Regions from separate parts of the Macaca mulatta genome. Here region 1 is linked to region 2. A link is a contact called in public Hi-C data. All regions are on one chromosome and are shown on one strand. The core of a region is the stretch at or near the end of the contact, and the rest is flanking DNA. Distances in the headings are between cores, read along the strand shown. Region 1 holds the start of LOC710110 (tubulin alpha-1C chain). Region 2 holds the start of TUBA1B (tubulin alpha 1b).

Evidence for each region. Hi-C and Micro-C count contacts between places; a contact is called where the count stands out from the background.
Region 1: a Hi-C map of cortical neurons shows a contact between it and region 2, with 5 times the contacts expected there. The contact joins the promoter of LOC710110 here to the promoter of TUBA1B in region 2. A contact is called at or near these places in 2 of 14 Hi-C or Micro-C datasets (cortical neurons and fetal cortical plate).

The regions. Positions count from the first base shown.
Region 1 is chr11:56,390,337-56,397,635 of T2T-MMU8v2.0, reverse strand. LOC710110 (tubulin alpha-1C chain) reads right to left here and starts at 4,497. Exons shown (of 5, transcript XM_028829447.2): 1 at 4,461-4,497; 2 at 4,137-4,212. The coding sequence starts at 4,468.
Region 2 is chr11:56,294,199-56,301,644 of T2T-MMU8v2.0, reverse strand. It overlaps TUBA1B (tubulin alpha 1b), which reads left to right and starts at 5,463. Exons shown (of 4, transcript NM_001195392.1): 1 at 5,463-5,558; 2 at 7,128-7,350. The coding sequence starts at 5,556. It overlaps LOC144332834 (a long non-coding RNA gene), which reads right to left and starts at 5,288. Exons shown (of 4, transcript XR_013401020.1): 1 at 5,032-5,288.

The sequences.
Region 1 (7,299 bases), core at 3,248-5,747, 97 kb before region 2:
ACTGTGCTGAGAAGGACTAGGTGGACATTTTGTAAATACTATAGGTTCATTTCCTGGGAATTTATCCACAAAAATAAGGTTGTTTCATTCCCTTCACAGCTTCCTCAGGCCCTTTCAGAGAGTTTCTACTCTTTGGATTTAATCTGCCTTCTAAATATCCGCTCCTGTTGTGTCCAGAACAAGGGACTGTCTGCACGTTACTGTGGAAGCAAGCGTTGGGTAGCCCAGAGGGCAGCTCCTCCCAATCAGTTCTTGTCCTCTTTCTCTTAGGCTCTCAGGAGGAAGTGAGAGCCACCCCCAGCCAGGAAACCAGCCTAGCATTAGCGTTTAGGGACAGATGATCTAATGGCTCAGGTTCTATAGGTGACCTTCAGGCAAGCTTCTACAATAATTCTGAAGCTAGACACAGAACATATGAGCAGGTGTCCAAGAATTATAGATGCCTCTGAAAGTAACAGAAGGCCAGGCGCAGTGGCGCACGCCTGTAATCGTAGCCCTTCAGGAGGCTGAGATGGGAGGATCAATTGAGGCCAGGAGTTCAAGACCAGCCTAGTCAACATAGCAAGACTCCATCTATATGTCTATATCTATATCTATATCTATATCTATCTATCTATATTTAATGTAGCAGAAATTTAAAGAAAAATAGCCATGGCACGTATGTTCACAGTACTACACTGTGTTCTCTCCAGTGTTAAGGGGATTACATTTAAAATTTGTAAGCACTTTGAGGGCAAGAGCCCTGTTTCGCACTTCCTTTATATTTCTTACAGTGCCCAGCAAGGTATTACACATGCAGTGGTCACTCAGGGAATACTTACTTAAAAAAGAAATTAGTGCTGGCTCACACCTGTAATCCCAGCACTTTGGGAGGCTGAGGCAGAAGGATTGCTTGAGCTCAGGAGTTGGAGACCAGTTTGGGCAACACAAGATCCTACGTCTACAAAAAATTATTAAAAATTAGCTGGGAGTGGTGGTGCATGCCTGTAGTTAGTCCCAGCTCCTTGGGAGGGTGAGACAGGAGGATCACTTGCGCCCAGGAGTTTGAGGCTGCAGTGAGCTATAATTGCACCACTGCACTCCAGGCTGGGCAACAGAGTGAGACCCTGCCTATAAAAAATAACAATTAAAAAATAATTATGGACTAATGGAACAACAAACAGCTGTGCTCTGAGATTAAGCCTGTTTTTATTGTCACTTCTGAGGAAACTAGACAGTGATACTTTATAGCCAGAAAATGAAAGTGGGGATGGTGCAACTTTTCTAAATAATAATGACAGAAGCTGACCTTCCTCTATACTAGAAACTATACTAAGTTCTTTTCATACATTATCTCATTTACACCTGACCACACCCCATAGACTTAAGTATTACTATTAGGATTACCCTTATTTTCCAGTTGACAAAACATTACCCAAGTCACACCGGTAGTTAAGTATCCACATCAGGACTTGAGTCCAGCTCTCACTCAGTTTCCAATGCTTTCAGGCACAGTCCTGCACCAGAACATCTCAAGATGACTTCCATAGCTCCATTTATTAACCACCCTGCTTTGAGCCTTGCAACCTAATATCTGAAGTGAGAGGGATAGTCCTTCAGAGCAAATGAGCTCAAATAAAATTTAAAAAGCAATACATGATTTGAGAGGGAGAGGGAAAAGGGTCAGCACAGGCACAATTCATAATGGAACATGTTGCAATATGCCTGGGCTTGATGTCTTCTCCTGCACATTTTCTAGTTTAATCCCCATGGCACCCTGTGGAGTATGTTATTGTTATCTCATGTATAAGGAATAAATGTCTGGAGAACAGCTGGGTTCAAGAAAAAGGTAAACGCTCAAATATTCAGAGGCAGAGAGGGAACGAATCTACTGATAACACTGTACCTGCCCCAGGCCTCTCACTTAGGCTCACAGTGCTGGTGTGGGCATGTCTCACCTTTCCTTCTTCTCCTATGTTGTTAGTAACACTCCAGCCAGCCAGAAAGCTTGCACCTGTCTCTACCTGCCCCATAAGTACAAATAGGGTTAAATGTCGACTTGTATGCCATTAAACCATTTCAAAAGCACAGATGAGGTAGAGAGAAAGCAGTACAAGTCATGATTCGTGAAATGCTATGTAAGAGTTAAATAGAATGAATTAGATTTTAGCATACTGCCAGGTAAAGATTTCCACAAGGCATAGACTGTTCTAAAAAATAAAATAAATAAAATAAAATAAAATAAAATAAAAGGCCAGGCATGGTGGCTCACGCCTTTAATCCCAACACTTTGGGAGGCCAAGGCAGGCAGATCACGAGGTCAGGAGTTTGAGACCAGCCTGGCCAACATGGTGAAACCCTGTCTCTACTAAAAATACAAAAGTTAGCAGGGTATGGTGGCACGTGCCTATAGTCCCCGCTACTAGGGAGGCTGAGGCAGGAGAATCGCTTGAACCCAGGCGGCAGAGGTTGCAGTGAGCCTATACTGTGCCATTGCAGTCTAGGCGAGAGAGCAAGACTCCATCTCAAAAAATAAAATAAATAAAGAAATAAAAAAAGCAAGTTAAGAATAGAAAACACAACATGGCACAATTTATTCTAAAAAGTCACACAAAACAATGTAATGTGCACACACACACACACCTCTATGCAAACAGGTAGGAAATAGTTGGTTACACCCCAAATTGTTAACAGGTGTTTCTCTGGGGAGAAGACTGGGTTTGGGGTGAAGCGAGCAGTACTGGCAGACTTTTCCTTTGTCTTTTTACAAGATAATTTATTCATATAATGGGTATGTAAAGAAAAAAAGGACAGAAAAGAAACAAATGATGCTGTTAGAAAATATACTGGGTCCAGTGACTCACACCTGTAATCCCAGCAGTTTGGGAGCCTGAGGAGGGCGGATGACCTGAGGTCAGAGTTCAAGATCAGCCTGGCCAAGATGGTGAAACCCTGTCTCTACTAAAAATACAAAAATTAGCTGGGCATGGTGGTGCACAGCTGTAATCCCAGCTACTTGGGAGGCTGAGGCAGAGAATTGCTTGAACCCGTGAGGCAGAGGTTGCAGTGAGCTGAGATTATGCCACTGCACTCCAGTCTGGGCAACAGGGCAAGACTCTGTGTCAAAAAAAAAAAAAAAAGATAAAGGTTCGCAACATGCAGTAAAGTGGGGAAAGTGATACAAATACACCAAGCTGAAATCCACCGCCTCCTTCATGTCCAGGGAAGGCCAATAGATTAGAGGAGTGTCCTCATGTTGACATTATTAATACTTTAATGATTTTTTAAAATTTAATGTCTCCTGTGTCTACCAGAAATAGATTCCTGAGAAGTTCAATAGACTTGGAAGCAGACCACCTGGGTTCAAGGCCCGACTGCCTTTCTCTGTAACCTTGGACTAGTTTCTCAGGGCCTTAGTTTCCTCATCTGCAGAGTGGAGAGGATAGTAACACACTTCACAGGGTGCCCTGAGGATTAAATGAGATAATGCATAGGAAAGACCATCCAAACCTGGGGGACAGAGACTTGTAAACTGCAGATTGTGTTAGCGCCTACTCTCTTCCCATTCTCTGCATCCCACTTCACAGAATTGTTTTTCCTCACACCTTTAAGATGTCTGAGTATCCCACACTGAAGTAGAGTAAAATTAGTAAACCGTTAGTCTTTAGTATAATATTTGCTGATAATAGATAGGCCTCTGTAATTTGAGACTTCAGATTCTGCAGATGCATGGCTTTAAGCTTCAATAGCCTGTATTCATGCATTTATTTTAAGGGATATGCTCATTTGATTCCATTTATAAAATATGCCTCTTCCCTGTGCAACCCACTTTTGATTCAAAAACTAAAATATCCAAATCAGAGAGGCCATTTAAAGTATAAGATAAAAATATAATTAATGTGTATTGCATCTTAAAATATGCTTATCTGTGGTCCTAATAAAACTTCAGGCTGCTCTGAAATTTCAAGATTCCAATAATAAGCCTTATAATGAAAAGAATTGCAGAAATAATAAGATAAACACTAATGCCACCAATATAATTAAACATGAAACAAGAAATAGGAACAAATTCATAAATATCAGTTGCATGCACACAGTACCATGTCCAAGCCATGCATGATGAAACTATTTACATTACATTACTATTCCAGCCTTACCTTTGAATCACAGCCAGGTTCTCCTCTGCTTTGGCTGAATGTGCATGTGTTAAAAGGCGTAGGGAGCTGAAGAGTCCTGGTGAAGTAAATAAGAATCCAGTTAGAGATGTGCAGTTGGAGTTCAGAAAGGATCCATTTGAAGGATCTAATTCCAAGCACACAAAGCACTCATCCCTCCCGAGCTTCTCCACCCCATTGAACAGGCTGTCATTTTAGAGCTGGGCGCCCATTGTTCACTTTCTTCTACTCTAATTAGATTTGACAGATTGCTCTTTCTGGCTAGACTGGCTGTTGCCAAGAACAGAGAGAAGAGATGAGGCTGACCTTGTCATTGTGCCCTTGGGATCAGGTCCCTGCCCCCTCCTCCATCCTAGTCCACAGATCACTGAAATTGCTCCTTAGCAGCTTCACATCTATTCCTCTTCTCCTCCAGCCTAAGACTGGCAGTCTTAGCACCTCTGAGTTTTCTTACTCTCAATACTATGAGCTTCAAAGCCTAGGTAGGCTGTGGGAGTAGAATAAGTGGTGCTGTTGTATTTTTCATAACAATACTCTGACCCTGGTTTTTTTCTTTCTGAGACAGAGTCTTGCTCTGTTGCCCAGGCTGGAGCACCATGGCAAGATCTCGGCTCATTGCAACCTCCACATCCCGGGTTCAAGCGATTCTCCTGCCTGAGCCCCCTGAGTAGCTGGGATTACAGGCGTGTGCCACCACGCCCAGCTAATTTTTTGTATTTTTAGTAGAGACGGGGTTTCACCATGTTGACAACTGGTCTCGAACTCCTGACCTCAGGTCATCCGCCTGCCTTGGCCTTCCAAAGTGCTAGGATTACAGGCATGAGCCACCGCACCCGGCCAGCCTTGGTTTTTTTCTGCAGGCCTATTGGGAAAAACAGACCAGCTTTTCCAAAGGGAAATGTAACTGCAGTTCCACCCAGGAGCCAGGAAATATTGATCACTTAATGAAGCAGAGCTCAGCAAGGATCCACGGATCTGAAGCAAACCCCGTGCCCCGCTGCCCTGTTTCCTGTCTGTGAAATGTCGCCAAGAACTCCTGAACCTTCACCATCTCAAACACACATTATATTGGTATTAGGTAAGAACCAGACAATGAAATGATAGAATGGGAAGTGATCTTAGAGATCATCTAGTCTGATTACTTTTCTTGGAAGATTAAAAAACACAGATGAAAAGTGAGAAGTCACATGACAGTGTCATGAAATTAGCTAATAGATGTTTAACACCTAGCACTATGCAAACGGCTTCTGATCAGTTTTGTCACAAACCTGCCTTTCTCTAATTTATCCTATGCTTGATAATTAACTATATTGGCCAGGAAAGGACTCTCTTTCTCTGAGGAAAGAATTTTCCTCATCCAAGGACTGTATTTTTATTTTTATTTTTCTTATTTTTTTGAGGTAGAGTCTCACTCTGTTGCCCAGGCTGGAGTGCAGTGGCTCCATCTCAGCTCACTGCAACCTCCACCTCCTAGGTTCAAGCGATTCTCCCGCCTCAACCTCCTGGGTAGCTGGGACTTCAGGTGCCCACCACCATACCTGGCTAATTTTTGTATTTTTAGTAGAGACAGGGTTTCATCATGTTGACCAGGCTGGTCTTGAACTCCTAACCTAAGGTGATCTGCTCACCTCAGCCTCCCAAAGTGGGGATTACAGGTGTGAGCCCCCATGCCCAGCCAAAGGACCATATGTTTAGAAATGCTTCCCTGAATTTACTGAGTTTACTGAGAACTCAGTGGCCTTGTACTAGAACCTGAGTCACCAAATGCCACACAACTGTCATAGAAGCACAGGATGGACCTCAACAGGCTGGACGCCTGGGCCCTGCTCCTACACAGGAGTGGCCCTGTCCTTGACCCAGTCCTGGCCACGCCCATGGCCTCAAGAGCTGTGAGCAGGAGCAACCGGTAGGAAGTTCTCCGTGGAACAAATTTAGTGTTTACCGGGTTGTAATATAAACCCATTCATGTACAGTTCGTTCAACTGCTCAAAAGCATTTATTAAAAGCTCATTATTTGCTAAACCCCTGTGGGCTGATAAGCCTACTCTGACGAGTAAGACACAGCCTCAAGGAGCCAGCAGTGTCAACACTTAACATGCAGGGGAGCACTGTGGGGCCACAGTGGGAGGAGGAAATACTGTTTTCCTTAGTTGAGATTCAAGGAATCAGAAAAATGTCAAAGGAAGTGATTCTTGGCTGGGCACAGTGGCTCACGCTTGTAATCCCAGCACTTTGGGAGGCCAAGGTGGGTGGATCACAAGGTTAGGAGTTTGAGACTAGCCTGGGTGAAACCCTGTCTCTAGTAAAAATACAAAATATTAGCCAGGTGTGATGGTGGGCGCCTGTAATCCCAGCTACTCGGGAGGCTGAAGCAGGAGAATCGCTTGAACCAGGAAGGCGGAGCTTGCAGTGAGACAAGATCACGCTATTGCACTCCAGCCTGGGCGACAGTACAAGATGGTGTCTAAAAAAAAAAGGAAGTAAGTAAGTGATTCCTGAGTTGAGCTTTGAGAAATAAGGGATATTTTCCAGGGATGGGAGGAGGGATGCAAGTACATGGCATTGAGATAGATAGTGAGCCTGGTGTTTGCTGGAAAAAAAGGAAGTTTGAGGCTTGCATAGCACCAAAGATGAGATTGGGGATTTAGGTAGAGATCAATGGAAAAACTGTGTGACAAGGGGAGAAAGCTGGATTTTCTCTTGGTAGCTCATGGGAACCACCAAAAAGTTCCAAGCAGGGAAGTAAAATGATCCAAACTGCATTTTAGAAAGATGGCCTGTAAGCTGGGTGCGGTGGCTCACGCCTGTAATCCAGCACTTTGGGAGGCTGAGGTGGGATGATTCCTTCCACCCAGGAGTTCAAGACCATTGTCCACCCTGGACAATGGAGCAAGACCCCATCTCAATTAAAAAAAAAAAAAAAAGAAAGAGAGAGAGAAAGAAAAGACAGAAACAAGGAAGGAAGAAAAGGGTCGGACACGATGGATCAGCTCTGTAATCCCAGCAATTTGGGAGGCCGAGGCAGGCGGATCATGAGGTCAGGAGATCGAGACCATCCTGGCTAACACGGTGAAACCCCATCTCTACTAAAAATACAAAAAAAATTAGCCGGGCGTGGTGGTGGGCACCTGTGATCCCAGCTACT
Region 2 (7,446 bases), core at 4,214-6,713:
TGTGCCACTTTGCACTCCAGCCTGGGCGACAGAGCCAGACTCCATCTCAAAAAAAAAAAAAATAATCAATTCCATCTTAAAACTAGCAAGGTACATTTCTTGCCAGTCACGATCCATGGTCATAAGATGTTTATAGCTAAGGAAGCAGTTTTTTTTTTTGTTTGTTTTTTTTGAGACAGAGTTTCACTCTTGTCACCCAGGCTGGAGTGCAACAGCGCGATCTCAGTTCACTGCAACCTCTACCTCCAGGGCTCAATTGATTCTCCTGCCTCAGCCTCCCAAGTAGCTGGGATTACAGGAGCCCGCCGCCACACCCGACTAATTACTGTATTTTTAGTAGAGATGGGGTTTCACCATGCTAGCCAAGGTGGTCTTGAACTCCTGACCTCAGGTGATTCACCTGCCTCCGCCTCCAAAGTGCTGGGATTACAGGTGTGAGCCACCACGCCTGGCAGGAAGCAGCTTAATAATGTCTGCAAGGAGAGTTTGAGATCAATCTGGGAAACATGGCTGTCCTCTACAAAAATACAAAAATTTCCTGGGCACCTGTAGTCCTAGCTACTTGGGAGGCTGAGGTAGGAGGATTCCTTCAGCCAGGAGGTCAAGGCTGCAGTGAGCTGTGATCATACCACTGCTCTCCATCTCCAACGTAGGCTACAGAGTAAGACAATGTCTCAAAAACAAAACAAAACAAAAAAAAGACTCCTATAAAAGTAGAGTTTAGACAAGGCTTGGTAGTTCAGGCCTATAATCTCAGTACTTTGGGGGGCCAAGGCTGGAGAATCGCTCGAGGCCAGGAGTTCAGACAAGCCTGGCCAACATAGCAAGACCCCATCTGGGAAGAAAAAAAAAAAACAGAAAAAGGAAAAAAAAGCACCCTCTGAGTATCAGTTGGTTTTTACTCTTCCTAAGACTTTTGATCACTATCTTGTTATTACTAATCTTTTGCCCTTGCTTGTTTAACCTCTTGAAGTTTGTGTCTACTAGATTACAACAATCCAACATAAAGAGGATGCTGGCACAAGGCTTCCAATCCATACCAACTTCTGACCTGGGAAATAAAGACATATTGCCTTTAGGCCCCTCAGATCAGGCATCCAAAGATTTTTACTTCTTCAGTACTGGGCAGGGCTATGCCCATTGAATCATCAGAACATCGCAGGGTGTGCAGATCACAAGGTCAAGAGAACGAGATCATCCTGGCCAACACGGTGAAACCCTGTCTCTACTACAAATACAAAAATTAGCTGGGCGTGGTGGCATGTGCCTATAGTCCCAGCTGCTCAGGAGGCTGAGAAGGGAGAATTGCTTGAACCGGGAGGCAAAGGTTGCAGTGAGCTGAGATCGCTGCCACTGCACTCCAGCATGGCGACAGAGCAAGACTCCATCTCAAAAAAAAAAAAAAAAAAAAGAATCGGCCAGGTGTGGTGGCTCACACCTTGTAATCCCAGCACTTTGGGAGGCTGAGCCAGGTGGATCACCTGAGGTCGGGAGTTTGAGACCAGCCTTACCAACATGGAGAAACCCCGTCTCTACTAAAAAATACAAAGGCAGGGCACAGTGACTCATGCCTGTAAACCCAGCCCTTTGGGAGCCCAAGGTGGGCGGATCACCTGAGGTCGGGAGTTCGAGACCAGCCTGACCAACATGGAGAAAGCCTGTCTCTACTAAACATACAAAATTAGCTGGGCGTGGTGGCGCATGTCTGTAATCTCAGCTACTCAGGAGGCTGAGGCAGAGAATCGCTTGAATTTGGGAGGCAGAAGTTGTGGTGAGCTGAAATTGTGCCATTGTACTCCAGCCTGGGCAACAAGAGTGAAACTCTCTCTCAAAAAAAAAAAAAAACAAAACATCAGAACATCATGCAAACACAGACCTCCTGTGGCTCCCTAGAAACCAACTGCAAATTCTTTTTTTTTTTTTTGAGATAGAGTCTCACTCTGTCTTACAGGCTGAGTGCAGTGGCGTGATCTCGGCTCACTGCAACCTCTGCCTCCCAGGTTCAAGAGAATCTCCTGCCTCAGCTCCATAATAGCTGGGACTACAGGTGCGTGCCGCCATGCCCAGTTAATTTTTTGTATTTTTAGTAGATATGGGGTTTCATGGTGTTAGCCAGGGTGGTGTGCAGTGGCCTGATCTGGGCTCACTGCAAGCTCCGCCTCCTGGGTTCACTCCATTTTCCTGCCTCAGCCTCCTGAGTAGCTGGGACTACAGGCACCCGCCACCATGTCCAGCTAATTTTTTAATGTTTTTAGTCGAGACGGGGTTTCGCTGTGTTAGCCAGAATGGTCTCGACCTCCTGACCTTGTGATTCGCCTGCTTCGGCCTCCCAGAGTGCTGGGATTACAGGCGTGAGCCACGGCACCCAGCCACCAACTGCAAATTCCTAGGAGAGAATCCTGTCCCAAAGATCAATGTCCACTGTCAGCAGGAAGAAGTTACAAAAAATGACCTTCACCCTTCATCTCTCCTTAAGATTAGAGAAGTAGAGGAGAAGAGTAGAGGAGGTATTATGTTAGGGAAACAGGAACGGAAGAGCTAGGGTAACACGGCGAGGCACGGTGGCTCACGCCTTTAATTCCAGCACTTCGGGAGGCCGAGGCGGGCGGATCACCTGAGGTCAGGAGTTCGAGACTGGTCTGGCTAACATTGTGAACTCCCTTCTCTACTAAAAATACAAAAATAATCTGGGCGTTGTGGCAGGTGCCTGTAATGTCTGCTACTTGGGAGGCTGAGACAGAAAAATCGCTTGAACCCGGGAGGCAGAGGTTGCCGTGCGCCGAGATTGCGCCATTGCACTCCCACCTGGGCGACAAAAACAAAACTCTGTCTCAAAAAAAAAAAAAAAGGGCTAGGGTAACACAATTTCAAAATCAATTCCAAATGTAAACTAGCAAAGCATATTCCTTACCAGATACAACCCGTGGTCATAAGATGTTTACAGCTAAGGAAGCAGTTTAATAATGCCAGCAAGGGACCAGGCACGGTGGCTCATGCCCATAATCCCAGTGGATCATGAGGTCAAGGGATCGAGACCATCCTGGCTAACACGGCAAAACCCCGTCTCTACTAAAAATACAAAAAATTAGCCGGGCGTGGTGGCAGGTGCCTGTAGTCCCAGCTACTAGGGAGGCTGAGGCAGGAGAATGGCGTGAACCTGGGAGGCGGAGTTCGCAGTGTGCCACTGCACTCCAGCTTGGGTGACAGAGCAAGACTCCATCTCAACAACAACAACAACAACAACAACAACAAAAAAAAAAGCTGGCAAGGACAAACTCCTATGACAACAAAATGTTCAGATGTCCCAATATCACATAACAATTCCCCCCCCTTTTTTTTTTGGAGATGGAGTTTCGGTCAAAAAAATAAAATGAAATAAAAAGAAGTTCTCTTTTAGTTTGATTACTCTGTGAAACCTGAGGTATAATCAAGACCTAAAAAAAAAAAAAAAAAAAAAGGCCCTCAAATACTTACTCATTCACAACAGGGAATACACAGATAAAAGCTAATAGTTTTAGGAAGGTATCTGGGGAGACATATAGGCCCCTGGGAGGAAATCCCTGAAGTGGTGGCTCTGATAATCTGCAGAGAGCTAGAAGGGAGGTTCTCCCCTCCCCCAGAAAAATCTATCCCAAGACCATAAACTACATCGCTAATCCTTGGAAATACATAAAGTGGTTAGGGTTAAAGGGTGGCTTCAAAATGGTTCTAGCAGAAACCTATTGCGGTTACTAAACTATTCAAATCATTTGCCCAGAGATAGCTTTTCTGGATAAAATAGCTTTATCCAGAGCCGACAGCAAAATGGAGTTCAGCAGGGTGGTTCCCTAACATTCATTCTTCCCGTTAAAGCAAGCTTATGGTTTTCAGATTCGTTTTAAGAATAAGAGTGGGGGTGGTCCGATGATAGTGGGTTATCAGAACTTATTAATATTAGTGTCACTAAAATTAGTATACCATCCCTCACTGCTAAAATTGACAGGCTTAATTTTTTTTTTTTTTTAAGAATAAGAAGAGGAACAAAATAAGTGAGAACAATATTCAAATATATTCCTGCCTCCTCTACCCAGTTGGAAAAATGTGTGCAAATTTGCATTTTGAATCAAATGCCTTTAACAAGACTACCAAAACTATCAGAAATAAACAAGAACCTCTTGGTCTGCAGGTCAGGTTCAGATGGGTGGAGACACACATATATAGACATACACATATATAACTCCTTACAACATACACTTATTAACCACATAAATTTGCTATTTGTCTGAAATTCGGTGCGAAGGATGAAGGCTGCACCAAATTTTAATAGGCTAATAACTGAATATGAACTATGAATTTTTAGTGTTTTAGGTTTAACCTTTTTGTTCCTCCTATACTGGGCAGATATTCTGAATAGTAACATCAATACGTTTCGGCTAGGACCATTTTAAAGCCACATTTTAAACCTAACCACCTTCTGCATTTCCAAGGATTAGCAATGTGGTTTATCGTCTTGAAATAGATTTTCCAGGGGCGGGGCGGAGGGAGACCTAGTCTACTCCTATAATGTGGGCCTCCAAGCACTAAGCTATAACCAATTGATGTATCTTGACACAAGGCCAAGCAGTCTTATTTACAAAACTCTTAAGTTGCACAAGGAATCTCTACTTCCTAACATCCTTCAGTGTCAATTTATTTCCTCCCTATCCAATTCTTTCCTCACTTCTTCAACTCAGCTACCACCACTGAAATGTGTTTTTAAATCTCCTTTTCAAAAAGCCCCTAGAACTGTTTCATAAAATTGATGGCTTAGATCTAAAATTGGGGCCTACTTTGCCCTTTTAACAGCTTCAATGTTAAATGCTTGGGCACTCTTCGAATGACTGAATATCTACTTGCTTTCAGCATTTGGTACTCTTACTTTGGAGAACAAGTCATTAAAGTAAACCATGTACACCTATTCGGTTTTCTAAAGCTCGCGTTTTTCACATTATCAGGTAAGTACAGAATGCACTGCCTTAAAAGGAACTGCGAAAATAAAAAGGCAAAACTCACTGACAAACTGTGGCAACACGAAATTAATCAGCTGAGCTATCCGAACCACAACTTTCTGCATTTCACGGTGCTTCGTCTTTCAAATTGTATGGCTCTCTCAAGTCCTAGGCTTCCTCCGAATTAAGTCAAGCCTCGTCACCCATTCCCTGGTCGGTGTCTTTCCGACTCGCGCCCGCCCCTCGCCAGGCCCTCGCAGCCATGCGCCGCACACTGCAGCACTGGCGCGCGCGGCCCGCAGGCGCGGAGGACCCCGCCCCGCGGCCGCGCGAAGGGAGGGGGCTCGGGGCCCGGAGCCCGCCTCTGCGGCTGCCAGGCCGGGCGCCCAGTGGGCGCACGGGGCCGGAGGAGGGGCCCGCGGCCGCGACACCGCCTGTGCCCGCCCCCTCTCCAAAGCCGCTACTTAAGAGGCTCCAGCGCCGGTCCCGCCCCAGTGCGTTACTTACCTCGACTCTTAGCTTGTCGGGGACGGTAACCGGGACCCGGTGTCTGCTCCTTCCGCCTTCGCCTCCTAATCCCTAGCCACTATGGTGAGTGAGCCGCGCGGCTCCCGGCTGCTTTCAGGGAAGCAGGGAAAAGCGAGCTGGCGGGGCGCGGGGACCCTGTATACAGCCGGGGAGGTCTGGTTCCAGAGCCGTCCTTTTGGAGGGCGGAAAACAAGGCGAGAGGCCAGGGCGGGAGTGGTGAGACCTCGGTGTGTGTAAATAGCTGGGGCCCGGAAAGGTCGAGGGGCGCCAGGATTTCTTATCGGACTCTGGAAGGGATGAGGGGGCTCCGGCTGCCTTCTGCCGTATCCGGAGCTCTCTTTCAGCGCGTAACTCTGTACTGGGAGCGGTCCCTCGAGTCCCCGCAGTCCTTTCCAGCGCATGCCCTTCCCCCGCTTTGGGTGGACGCGCGCGCGCGCGGACTCTAACATCTTCCAGCCTTCACTTCCTCTTGAGCGCGAAAAGCGGGGGTGGGAAGCAGCTGGAGACAAAAGCGCGCACGCGCGACCGTTACCTTCACGCCGTTCCTGGGCGGGAAACCGCCACTGCAGTCTGCGCATGCGCTCTGGGTCGCGGCGAGACTAGGGCTACAGGGCGTGTCTCCTGTTAACCTGAGTTTTCTTTTTTTAATGAAAGCAATAAGAGGAATGTGGGGAAGGGCCCTGTCAATGTACCGCTATACACCAGTGAATTAGGACAGTTCGACCACAACAGTCTGTAGAGGCCACCTGTCTCTCTGCTGCGTTAGGAATTCAGGGGAGCAGGTGGTGGCAGTGAGGGATTTTGAGGGAACGGAAATCGGATCTTGACCCAGATCTGGGCCGCCGATAATCCCCAACTTCGCTCAGACTGCTGTGGAGGTGTTAGGCCCAGCCCGATGCCGGCGGGCAAGGGAGGATGGGCGGCCTGGGCAGCGCCTTTGCAGACGTGGCCATTTCGTGCCTCTGCAGCGCCGCCGGGGGGCGCGAGAGCGCGCGCCCTGAATTGCGCATTCATCCTGTGCCGCAGAGCCCCGCCCCATGTCCCTGCGGACCGACATTTCTTATGCGCTGGTCTGGCCACGTGCTTCCTGTGCTAGGAGCTGCCCGGAAATGTGGCCACCTAGTCTAAAGTGGTATTCTGGGGCCTGAGCGCTGGGTGGATGCCTACCTTCCTGTCTTGGTCCTCCAAAGGAGGAAGCTGTGACTGAGCTGTATTGGTCTGGAAGGAGGCCTTCCCAGTTTAGGATGGGAAGGTAACAGTCATTAAAAGCAATGTAGACGATAAGCTGTTCTCAGAAGAGTAGTACGTCTTACGTCGCTTTAAAAAAGGAAATTTGTTTTAAGATTACGTGAGTAGCCTAGGTAACACAGCCAGACCTCATCTCCACAAAAAAAGATGAAAAAATTAGCCAGGCGTAGTGGCCTGTGCCTGTGGTCCCAGCTGCTCCAGAGGCTGGGGTCGGGGGATGACTCAAGCCCAGGAGGTTTAGGCTGCCTTGAGCCTAGACGGCATCACTGCACTCAAGCCTGGGTGACAGACTTTATCTCTAAAAAAATAAAGATTGCATGAGTATTTTGTTCCACCTGACAGCCACCAATAGATTAAATTGCGATATCTTTTTCCTTCCCACAGCGTGAGTGCATCTCCATCCACGTTGGCCAGGCTGGTGTCCAGATTGGCAATGCCTGCTGGGAGCTCTACTGCCTGGAACACGGCATCCAGCCCGATGGTCAGATGCCAAGTGACAAGACCATTGGGGGAGGAGATGATTCCTTCAACACCTTCTTCAGTGAGACGGGCGCTGGCAAGCATGTGCCCCGGGCCGTGTTTGTAGACTTGGAACCCACGGTCATTGGTGAGTTGACTTCAGTAACCCAAGTGAGATCCCAGGATGCTGGGACAGGAGGTCTGTCCTGGGGGCTCCGCTGGTCACTCACCCACTCCCTCCATC